3 separate regions of the Mus musculus genome follow, and regions 1 and 2 are each linked to region 3. Evidence: chromatin contacts called from public HiChIP or PLAC-seq and promoter capture Hi-C data. All regions are on one chromosome and are shown on one strand. Each heading gives the region's core, a stretch centred on a gene start, on an enhancer-like site or on the middle of the called end of the contact. The rest is flanking DNA. Distances are from core to core; before and after follow the strand shown. Region 1 has its middle 62 kb from the start of Gm25125. Region 2 has its middle 23 kb from the start of Gm25125. Region 3 holds the start of Tent5a (terminal nucleotidyltransferase 5A).

Region 1 (3,045 bases), core at 376-2,875, 84 kb before region 3:
TGTGTATTTATAGTATATATCATGATGTTTTGACATAAATATACTCCACAGAATCATTGAATCATGCTAATCAACAGCTATTTTTCTTTGTGTAGTGAAAACATTTAAATATATTCGCTGAGCAATTTTCAAGCATATGATTTACTGTTGTTAGAAATAACCTTTGCTACCTACAATGGATCTTCTGAATTTATTTCTTTGGCTTAACTTGGATTTTGTATCATTTGACTAACAGTTTCTAAAATGTACCCATCACCTCTGCTCTGCAGTTTCCTTCTCATCTTGGCTTCTGTGAAGTTAGCTTTGTGAGGTGGATGGCTTATTTAGTCTAATATTCTCAAAGCTCACTAGTGTTTTCCAAATGACGGATTTCTATTTATAAAGGTGGAACTGTATAGCATTGTGTTTACATACCTACCACGTCTCTTATTCCATTCATCTGATGAGGAGGATTAAGAAGCAGGTTCCATGTCCCTACCCCAGAAAATAATGATCAGGTGAGATGATTGCCAACATCTCTCAACAAGCTGACTTCATCTCTCTCTCCAGGGATACTGGGTTCCCTGTCTGTATGCAATCTTCTGCTTTCTAATCAGGAAACGTCACAGTGGTCAACTAATCCATTAACAATAAATCCAGGGAAACAATTTAGTTATGTTAGAGCCTGGGACAATTGGACAGGTAAGGAGAAGGCAAATGAGAAGGAAGCAAAATGGAAAGAGAGAGGAAGGAGGAGGGAGGAGGGAGGAGGGGGGAGGGGGAGGGGGGGAGGGAAGGGTCAGGGCATGTATGAATCTTTTCTGAGCCAGGTGATCCTTCTAAATTAAATAGAGTAGTCAGATAAGGGTAACTGAAGAGATAGTATAGTGGATTGTTCAGTCTGATGCTTTACACACCCAGTCCTCCCAGGGCAGGGCACTGGCTTTTAACTTGAGGTAGCAAAGAAGAAAGAACTAGGGAAAAAAAGAAGGTACGGATCCACTACAGAGCAAGAAAGAGATAAACATGAGATAATAGCTGTCAATCTCCAAGTGGTAATGGGCAGAGATGAGAGAAGGAAGGGTTTCTAGAATGAAAAAGTCATTCCTGCTTGTCTACCCTCCTTTGGATGCTTTCAGCCTACTGTGACATGACTCAGATACTCTTCAAACCTTGAAGAATGAAGTTCCCACACATGCACCTGAGTTGGGATGGGACATAGATGCTCAATTTCTTTGACTTGAAAGGTCCTAAACCTTAAGGGCTAATAAGGAAGATGCCAGACACCCATGGATAGACCTCGGCACAGCTAGTAAATGTCTGTGTTTTTCTATCTGACTCAGTAAAAATGAAAACCAGAGCATTGCAGAATAGATTTCAGTGTGTGTGTGTGTGTGATTGTGTGTGCACGTGTGTGTGCGTGTGTAATGATGATGATGATTACACATTATCATATACCAGCTTAACATCTGCAGTTCATAGACTTCCATTTCTCTGATAAAGAGAGATGGCCCTAGTGACGCAAGCTATTTATCTAGTTTCCATAAAAAGCCTTCATGATAGTCGGTGAGGCCTCTAGGACTCGGCAAACAGACCTAACAGGGCCCACGCTGCTGCTGCCGCTGCAGCTGCCACTGCTGCCGCCTGTACTTCCTGATGGTGCTGCCTTTGGCTCTCTGCCACTCTCCGCAGGAGGCTGAGCTCTTCAGCCCCATTCAGGAATCCTCCATCTCCATAGCTAGCACATTTAGAGAGGTGTGTATTTTTAGTGCAGTTTCATATCTGCTGACATTTCTGTGCCTTAATTCTGCATCACTTACACATGTTTTCTAACCTCAGTGTAGAAATAGGCTGCTGTCTTGTCAGTTGTACGATGTCAGAAAGGACTGAACTAAATCAGACAAGATGATTCATTTTGAGGCCCTCAGTTGAACAACCAACCATTCACTAGACATGTGGGCGGGGCTTGACTGTAGCTCAGGGGTAGATCCCCTGGTATACATAAGACCCAGGTAAGGTTAAAAACTAGTTAGATGGTAAAAACTGTCTCAGGATACTTCAGGGAATAGCAAGACTTAGTGTTTCGAAGTTTCCTTGAAACAGAAAAGAACACTTTGTTCCTCCAGCTAAGAAGGTTCATCTACTAAGTTATCAGAAGCTGTAAAAGAACATCTTGAAAAACTGCCCCCTCAGATAACACGGTAGTGCTACAACAGTGTTTTAAGCCTTGAGGCAATAGAACCCAAGATAAAAAACCTTTCCAAAGCCTCCTGGAAACCATCAGAGTTGAGAGCATCACCTAGTCTGCCTCTTTGTTACACAATCCTTTATTATCTCCTGTTCAAGGTCCCATGCCCTTGCTAAGATAGATCTGAGGCGTTACTAAAGACAATGATTATCAACCAAGCAATGTCTGGAATGTTAGTGGCATGCAGGTAAAGAACTAGTGCTGACCTTTCGTCTTCATTCATAGTTCACATTTAATGTTTACAAAGGAGGCTGTAATATGCCTCCTGAAGTCTATGACTATATGTGCCTTTAACTTTAAAATACATCACAAGCTCCAAGCCACAAAAGAGGTTGCGATACATACAATTTTTAATTTTTAGCAGCACATATAGACTGGATCCTTTTGTTTTAAAGGGTCCCACTATGTAGCCCTGACATGGAACTTTCTGTAGAGTATGAGGAATACAGGCTGGCCTTGAACACCCCGAGGTACCCCTACCTCTGCCTCCCAAGTTCTGGAAGGGTTATAGTTTCATGATATGAAATAAACATTTTAAGTTTTTGTTAATAATTGAGTGTTTCCATAAGCAACAGCACATCTGTGTATTAGAATGTGTTATAAAAGCTTAACATGAGGGTCTCATAGTGTCTGCAGTGATGTAGGAAAAACACAAATATGATTTATGATTACTAGTAAGACTAAAAGATAACAGAGCTGCTCTCAGTCTGGTCCAGGGAAAATCTCTCTCTCTCTCTCTCTCTCTCTCTCTCTCTCTCTCTCTCTCTTTCTCTCTCTGTATGTGTGTGTGTGTGTAAATCCACTCATGATTTGATAAA
Region 2 (3,000 bases), core at 273-2,772, 120 kb before region 3:
TGTGTGTGGGCAACTGTCTTCTCCAAGCATCTGTGTGCTAAATGAATACAAGGTTGAGGCTCAAAGCCAAAGTCTGTACTGTCACACACCATATAGTGCAGCATGATGTTCTGGTTCCTCTGCATCTGCCAGACACTAAATGCCACCCATTGATGTAACAAGGAAGGAACTGTGCCATGAAACTGGGAACTTTGGCCTATGTTACTTACAGTCAGTGTACTGTTGCCTCAATAAAATGGTCCCTTTTCTCTGCCACATCACTTCTTCTCATCAAGGTTATCAGTACTATCTCTTGAAATTAAGCAAAAGCAATATTTTCTTGTTGGTCTTTGGTGCTTTTCACTCTTTACCTGGAGATGTCTGTGAAGTGCTATCAATGCACTCTATCATGCACTCAGCACATTTACTAAAATCTTTGGTGTGCCACTACCACTGCCTTGCATAAAAATCTGTTAACAAGACAGGCAAAGTAACCAGCCATGATACTTCTATAATATGTATAATGATGTCTCTCTCTCTCTCTCTCTCTCTCTCTCTCTCTCTCTCTCTCTCTCTCTCTCTCTCTCTCTCTCTTTGAGTTTTTTTAGACAGGGTTTCTCTGTGTAGCCCTGGCTGTCCCAGAACTTAATCTGTAGACTAGGCTGGCCTCAAACTCAGAAATCTGCCAGCCTCTGCTTCCCAAGTGCTGGGATTAAAGGCTTTTCTCCTAGTTGATCATCTCCATTTCTTTCCTGAACTTCTGACTCATTGATCTTTCTAGCACAACTTAGCCATTCTCTTAAAAAATATTTAAATTATTTGTATGCATGTGCGACTGTGTGGGGATTCCCACAGAAGTACCCACAGACAGCAGAAGGTGCCTAATCTCTCTGGAAATGAACTGCAAGAGCTGTCTGTATTCTTGACCCCTGAGCCATCCCTCCAGCCTCTCAACTCATCCTCTGTTCTTCCTCTTAAAATGATTTTTAACCTTTACTTTAGGTAAGGGGTGTTAGTGAGCTCCAGTGTAATTATTTATCTGGGAAAGTTTATAACCTTCCACTCTGAATGTCACGCTCATTCCCAGCCCTAGGGTATGCTCAAGATCTTAACTGTCCTAGTCCGTTTAGGATTACTGGATAAAAATCATGTAGCACTTGTTAACTCTATGTGTTCTGGTACCCTAACATGGTTGTCACCTTGTGCATCAGAGCAAACAAACCCTGTGCTCATCTTTGTTGGTGACAAGATGGCCCCTTCCGCAACACTATTTTAAGTCTTTAGTCTTTAGTTTACACACTTCGAGTCATACTGGACACCTAGTTTTGGCCCTTACCCAGTTGCTTCTCCTACTATTTCTCCTTCTGTCTCCTGGCTTGCCTCTCTATAAGTCTTTTGGCATACTGAATCCAGGGGAATGTTCCTGAACGCAAAGTACAACTCTGGTGATCCTGTCTTTCTGTGGCTCCTCCCTGGGCTTCTGATAGGGCATTTGATACTTCTCCTTCCAGTTCAGCAAGCTGTGCACAGAGTGACATTTACTCCTTCCCTGAAGTTCTCTCCTTTCATGCCCTGCGGGCTTTGAACACACTTCCCTTTTCTGTGATCACCCTTTGTCCTTCCTTTGCCAACAGCTCACTCAAATGACTCCAATTCAACCTACAAATTTGCCTTAGCCATCAGTTTTGTATAAAATAAACAACATGCCACTCACATGCACACACCCACACCCACACAATCACACCCACATATAACCACATACAAATAGATGTCACTGATAACGCCCCAGAGTTTCTGTGGCAGCTCATGGATGGGCTTCATGCCCTGTCTTAGCCATCACTTATCTTACTGTATTGTGAGTGTATAAGTCCTTGTCTGTCTCACCATCTATGGATATCTGAAGCTCTTATGCTCATCTGTATTTTTTTTTCCCTGTGTAGTTCTAGCATTCAGTGCAAGGCCTGGTCCTTCCTAGATCTTGAACAGTCATTGATGGAGAGAATGAACACAAGGCAGCTGGCAGACTTTCAGCCTATCAGTCTCCAGTGCTATATCCTTCCACTGCTCCCTGATATTTCTGGTGCTGTTGATGACTCTTCAAAGTTCTTCCTTGAGAGATGAAAGTGCCCTCTGTTGGCTTTCTCTGTTTTCCATCTTGTTTTCTACAGTAATTTTTTTTTTCTCTTTGTAAAATCTCAACATGAACAGACTGTTCCCCCCCTTTACAATTTTCTATCAAACTTTTTTTTATTTTCTGAGGAATTTTGTATATTTTCATACCATGTGTGCAGAGAAAGCCAGAGGAGAAGCTACATGAGAAGGTGAGTTCAGAGAAAGCTGTTTGGAAACAAAAGGAGATTCAAAATGGTTACATTCCAGAGAAATAGGCCCTCTATAGACACTGGAATGGAAGGACTTGAGACTTAGCAAATCTTAGACTGGTACAGGAATTCTGACTACATTTACGTGTGGAGCGTAACTTTGATATGCTGCCTGGGATCTCCCCTTCCCTCTGTGCATGGGTTCTATGTCAGATCTTACGCTTTCTTGCTATCCCCTCAGACCCTGGGAAGCTGCACTCCCTGGGCACACACCTTGGTATTTCCACCTAAGTCCTCTCTTTGTTTTTCCCAGAATACATTTCTCTTCGTGTTGTGTTTCTTTGAATTACACCCATCTTTCCAGACGTATCAAGAACATTTCTTTTTTGTTATAAGCATTCCCACATCACTCTAATTCACACAAATAACTTTCATGTGCTATAGCAGTGCTTATACTTAAAATAAAGATCTTATATTTGACTTTTGCTATAACACATAATTCGCATTTGTTAGTCATTTATTTCTCTTTTAGTTCAAGTTAGTGTCTGTGAATGGGAAAGTATTGTTTTGAAAGTGAATTCTAGAATTCTATTGTATTCATTGTGTGTGTGTGTGTGTGTGTGTGTGTGTGTGTGTGTGTTATAGAAACCTTGGTAGTATATCCATGGAGTATTTGTAGGGATAAGGAATGAGATAAATG
Region 3 (2,986 bases), core at 330-2,829:
CTGAAAGGAAGCAGTGGGATTTGAGAACAAGGTTGGGATCCAAGTCTCCTTTTCATCGCTCAATCCAATTTGGCCTAGGTTCGGCCTATGCTAAGAAAGCCTGGCTTCTAGTTTCTCCATTTTGTGGACTCACAGCTCCACGGGGCACCAGCAGGGGGCGGCGTTGTCACGCAGCTAGATTTGCGTGGGCGACACCCCTGCATCCCATCCCTCAACTCAGGTTGGGCTTCTAGACCAGGGCTCCCTAAATTCAGAGGCTGATTCTCTGAAGTTGTCTAGGGTCATGGGGGTAATGGCTGTTCATCTCAGGGCCTCTCCTCTCTACCCTGACTGCCTCGTTCGGCTCACAGCCTCTACCTGGATCAAGGACTGCAAAGCATTACTTTGAACGGAGGCAGCAGCGGGGCGGCGGAGGAAGTGGACAAGCGAAAGCAGGGAGCTTTCTAGCAAACAGTGCGGTGCCAGAGCGCAGAGATAACCTTTTCCAACCCTTAAGCACTCCACTGGCGACTGAAGCTGGAGGGGGAGAAACTTCTCGTCTTTTAAATTTGCCCTTAATGGCCGGTAAGAAGCCAGAGCCTACTTTGATCATTGACGTTTTATCCGCTTAAGAACTGAGAACCTTAGAGGCTGCGAGGAACGCGCTTCTCCCAAGTCTGAGCCGAAGGACCGCCACCCTGGCGGCCGCTTTTCGTGCACTGCTGGGGTTGCGCTCCGAGACCCCGCGGGTTGGCCGCGAGCCCGCGGAGCTGTGTGATAGGAGACGCGCGCCTGCCCAGCTCGCGGGCAGCAGCTGGACGCGCACTCAGGCTGGCTGGCTGGTACCGGACTCCCCACCCCACCCCCACCCCCCCACCAGCACTTCTCGAGGTTTCGAGAATCGAAACTCAGTTCTCAGCAAACCCTCCCCCTCCCTCACAGAGACTGACGTGCGTGACCAGTTGCCTCTGGAGACCACACTTGGCCCAGGGTCCAGAGTGGAATCGGCGGTCTAGCCACAAACGGACACTGTTGAGGGAACCTCCAGGAGACCCAGTTACGCGGCAATGACGCGCTCCACCCGGCCAGAAGGCTAGGCTTGGGAAGTTTCTATAGTTGCGTGATTTTTAACCCTGATCCGGTTTTGATGGCCATCTATCACATTTGAGGCAAAGTGTCTCCTCTTTAGGGGTGTGTGTGTGCGCGCGCGCGTGTGTGGACGTGCAGAAATGGATAAATCTACACGTAGGAGCCACAGGCATCTGTCTGTGCTCATAGCCAGGGGCTGCGCACCCTGGCCTAGCTCCAGCAGCTCTGAGCTCCGGCGACTGTCCACCCAGCGCTGGGGGCGGTGCTCTATGCAAATGAGAGGGTGTGGCGAGCGCTGCGCGCTGGGGCCCCGGAAGCGCGGAGAAGCCCGGTATAAAAAAAGTACTGAAGACATTTCCCCCCGCACAACTGCTAAAGCTCCAGAGACGCGAGTGTGCGCGGTGGCATCGGCGGCGTCGAGAGCCGCCACCTCCGAGACCACCGCAGCGGGGGCGCGGGCGGGGCGCGGGCAAGGGGCGGGAACGCTCAGGGCGCGGCGGGGGTCGGCGCGGAGAAGTCGCGGGCCGCTGCCGGGAGCGCACTCGCAGCTCCTGCGAAGTGTGTCCGCCTCGCGGTTCCTCGCTCGCCTGCGCTCCTAGAAGGGGCGGCCGCCTCCAGGTGACACAGACGGGACTCTCGCTTGTGCTTTCCAGATGCATCAGAGATACTTTTGGTGCGGGGCTGCTCTGCGGGGCGCGGCGCGCGGCTGGGCATTGGGGTCGGTGAGGGTTGGGGGAGGAGGGCTACTATGGGCGTCACGATCGGGGAGGGGAAGCCCAGGCCCCTCGGCGGGACCCCTGTCCCCTCACCCGCACACCTCTCTGCCGCTCCCCTAAATCCACTCTTTCCTCTTAGGACTGACCAAGGCCAAGTGGCTTTCGGAGGGCACTACATGGCCGAGGGCGAAGGGTACTTTGCCATGGCAGAGGACGAGCTGACCGGCGGCCCTTACATCCCCCTGGGTGGTGACTTCGGCGGCGGCGGCAGCAGCTTCGGCGACCGCTGCTCGGACTATTGCGAAAGCCCCACGGCGCACTGCAATGTGCTGAACTGGGAGCAAGTGCAGCGGTTGGACGGCATTCTGAGCGAGACCATCCCGATCCACGGGCGCGGCAACTTCCCCACGCTCGAGCTGCAGCCAAGCCTGATTGTGAAGGTGGTGAGGAGGCGCCTGGAAGAGAAGGGCATAGGTGTCCGCGACGTGCGCCTCAACGGCTCAGCCGCCAGTCACGTCCTGCACCAGGACAGTGGCCTAGGCTACAAGGACCTGGACCTCATCTTCTGCGCTGACCTGCGTGGGGAAGAGGAGTTTCAGACTGTGAAGGACGTCGTTCTGGATTGCCTGTTAGACTTCTTGCCCGAAGGGGTGAACAAGGAGAAGATCACACCGCTCACTCTCAAGGTAAAGCCACCTGATGGGCTTGGGCAGAGCAGGGGTGGGGAGAAAGCAAGCCCAGCTTGCCTTGACTGCCGTCAGTATGGCCATAGTGAGTTCGTTTATTTATTTTTTTATTATTTTTTTTTCACGAGCGCACTAATGCGCGTGAGTGGTGTGGAGTGTTTTAGTTTCCTGGGAGATCCAGCGCCACAACTCTGTGCTTCCTCCTCTGCGTTTCCTTCTCTTCCTTCTCTCTATGGTTTAACTCTTGACTTTCCTTGCTGGACTCTTGTCCAGAGTATAACGTGATTGGTGGAAGGATGGAATGATGTAAATAATTTTTTTGAGTCATCTTGTAATCTAGACTTTGGGAAAAATAGCAGCCTGAAGCAGAACTGAGTCAATGGTTTTTATTATATTGGAAAATGTGAATCGATCCATACTCCACTGACTTCGGCGTTTAAGATATTTGATGCTTTTCCCTGTTAATTCACAGAGTCGAGGGTGTAATAGTGTGCCCCTCCCCTTCGGTTTAGGTGG

Evidence for each region. Promoter capture Hi-C pulls out the DNA fragments that hold promoters and counts their contacts. HiChIP or PLAC-seq counts read pairs in DNA pulled down with a chosen protein or histone mark.
Region 1: an H3K4me3 HiChIP or PLAC-seq map of intestinal villus epithelium shows a contact between it and region 3, with 4 times the contacts expected there. The contact joins the enhancer-like site here to the promoter of Tent5a in region 3. A contact is called at or near these places in 1 of 39 promoter capture datasets (erythroid cells), 9 of 484 Hi-C or Micro-C datasets (the G1E-ER4 cell line, the N1E-115 cell line, Th2 cells and 4 more), 7 of 115 datasets of contacts at active chromatin or transcription factors (Th17 cells, bone marrow-derived macrophages, extraembryonic endoderm stem cells and 4 more) and 1 of 9 other capture datasets (adipose tissue).
Region 2: a contact with region 3 is called in a promoter capture Hi-C map of the HPC-7 cell line, with 4 times the contacts expected there. The contact joins the enhancer-like site here to the promoter of Tent5a in region 3. A contact is called at or near these places in 1 of 39 promoter capture datasets (the HPC-7 cell line), 13 of 484 Hi-C or Micro-C datasets (the G1E-ER4 cell line, Th2 cells, adipose-derived mesenchymal stem cells and 9 more), 3 of 115 datasets of contacts at active chromatin or transcription factors (acute myeloid leukemia, bone marrow-derived macrophages and trophoblast stem cells) and 1 of 9 other capture datasets (liver).

What each region holds. Positions count from the first base shown.
Region 1 is chr9:85,409,466-85,412,510 of GRCm38.p6, reverse strand. No RefSeq gene overlaps it. Among named protein-coding and RNA genes, the nearest start is that of Gm25125, 62 kb to the left of the region's middle. Within about 2 kb of position 1,625, at least 98 of the 459 cell types and tissues checked have an H3K27ac peak or open chromatin away from gene starts, as enhancers often do. A contact at or near this core is called in the N1E-115 cell line, Th17 cells, Th2 cells and 7 more, where this site is marked.
Region 2 is chr9:85,448,228-85,451,227 of GRCm38.p6, reverse strand. No RefSeq gene overlaps it. Among named protein-coding and RNA genes, the nearest start is that of Gm25125, 23 kb to the left of the region's middle. Within about 2 kb of position 1,522, at least 6 of the 459 cell types and tissues checked have an H3K27ac peak or open chromatin away from gene starts, as enhancers often do. A contact at or near this core is called in the HPC-7 cell line and acute myeloid leukemia, where this site is marked.
Region 3 is chr9:85,325,743-85,328,728 of GRCm38.p6, reverse strand. It overlaps Tent5a (terminal nucleotidyltransferase 5A), which reads left to right and starts at 1,579. Exons shown (of 3, transcript NM_001160379.1): 1 at 1,579-1,686; 2 at 1,924-2,470. The coding sequence starts at 1,961.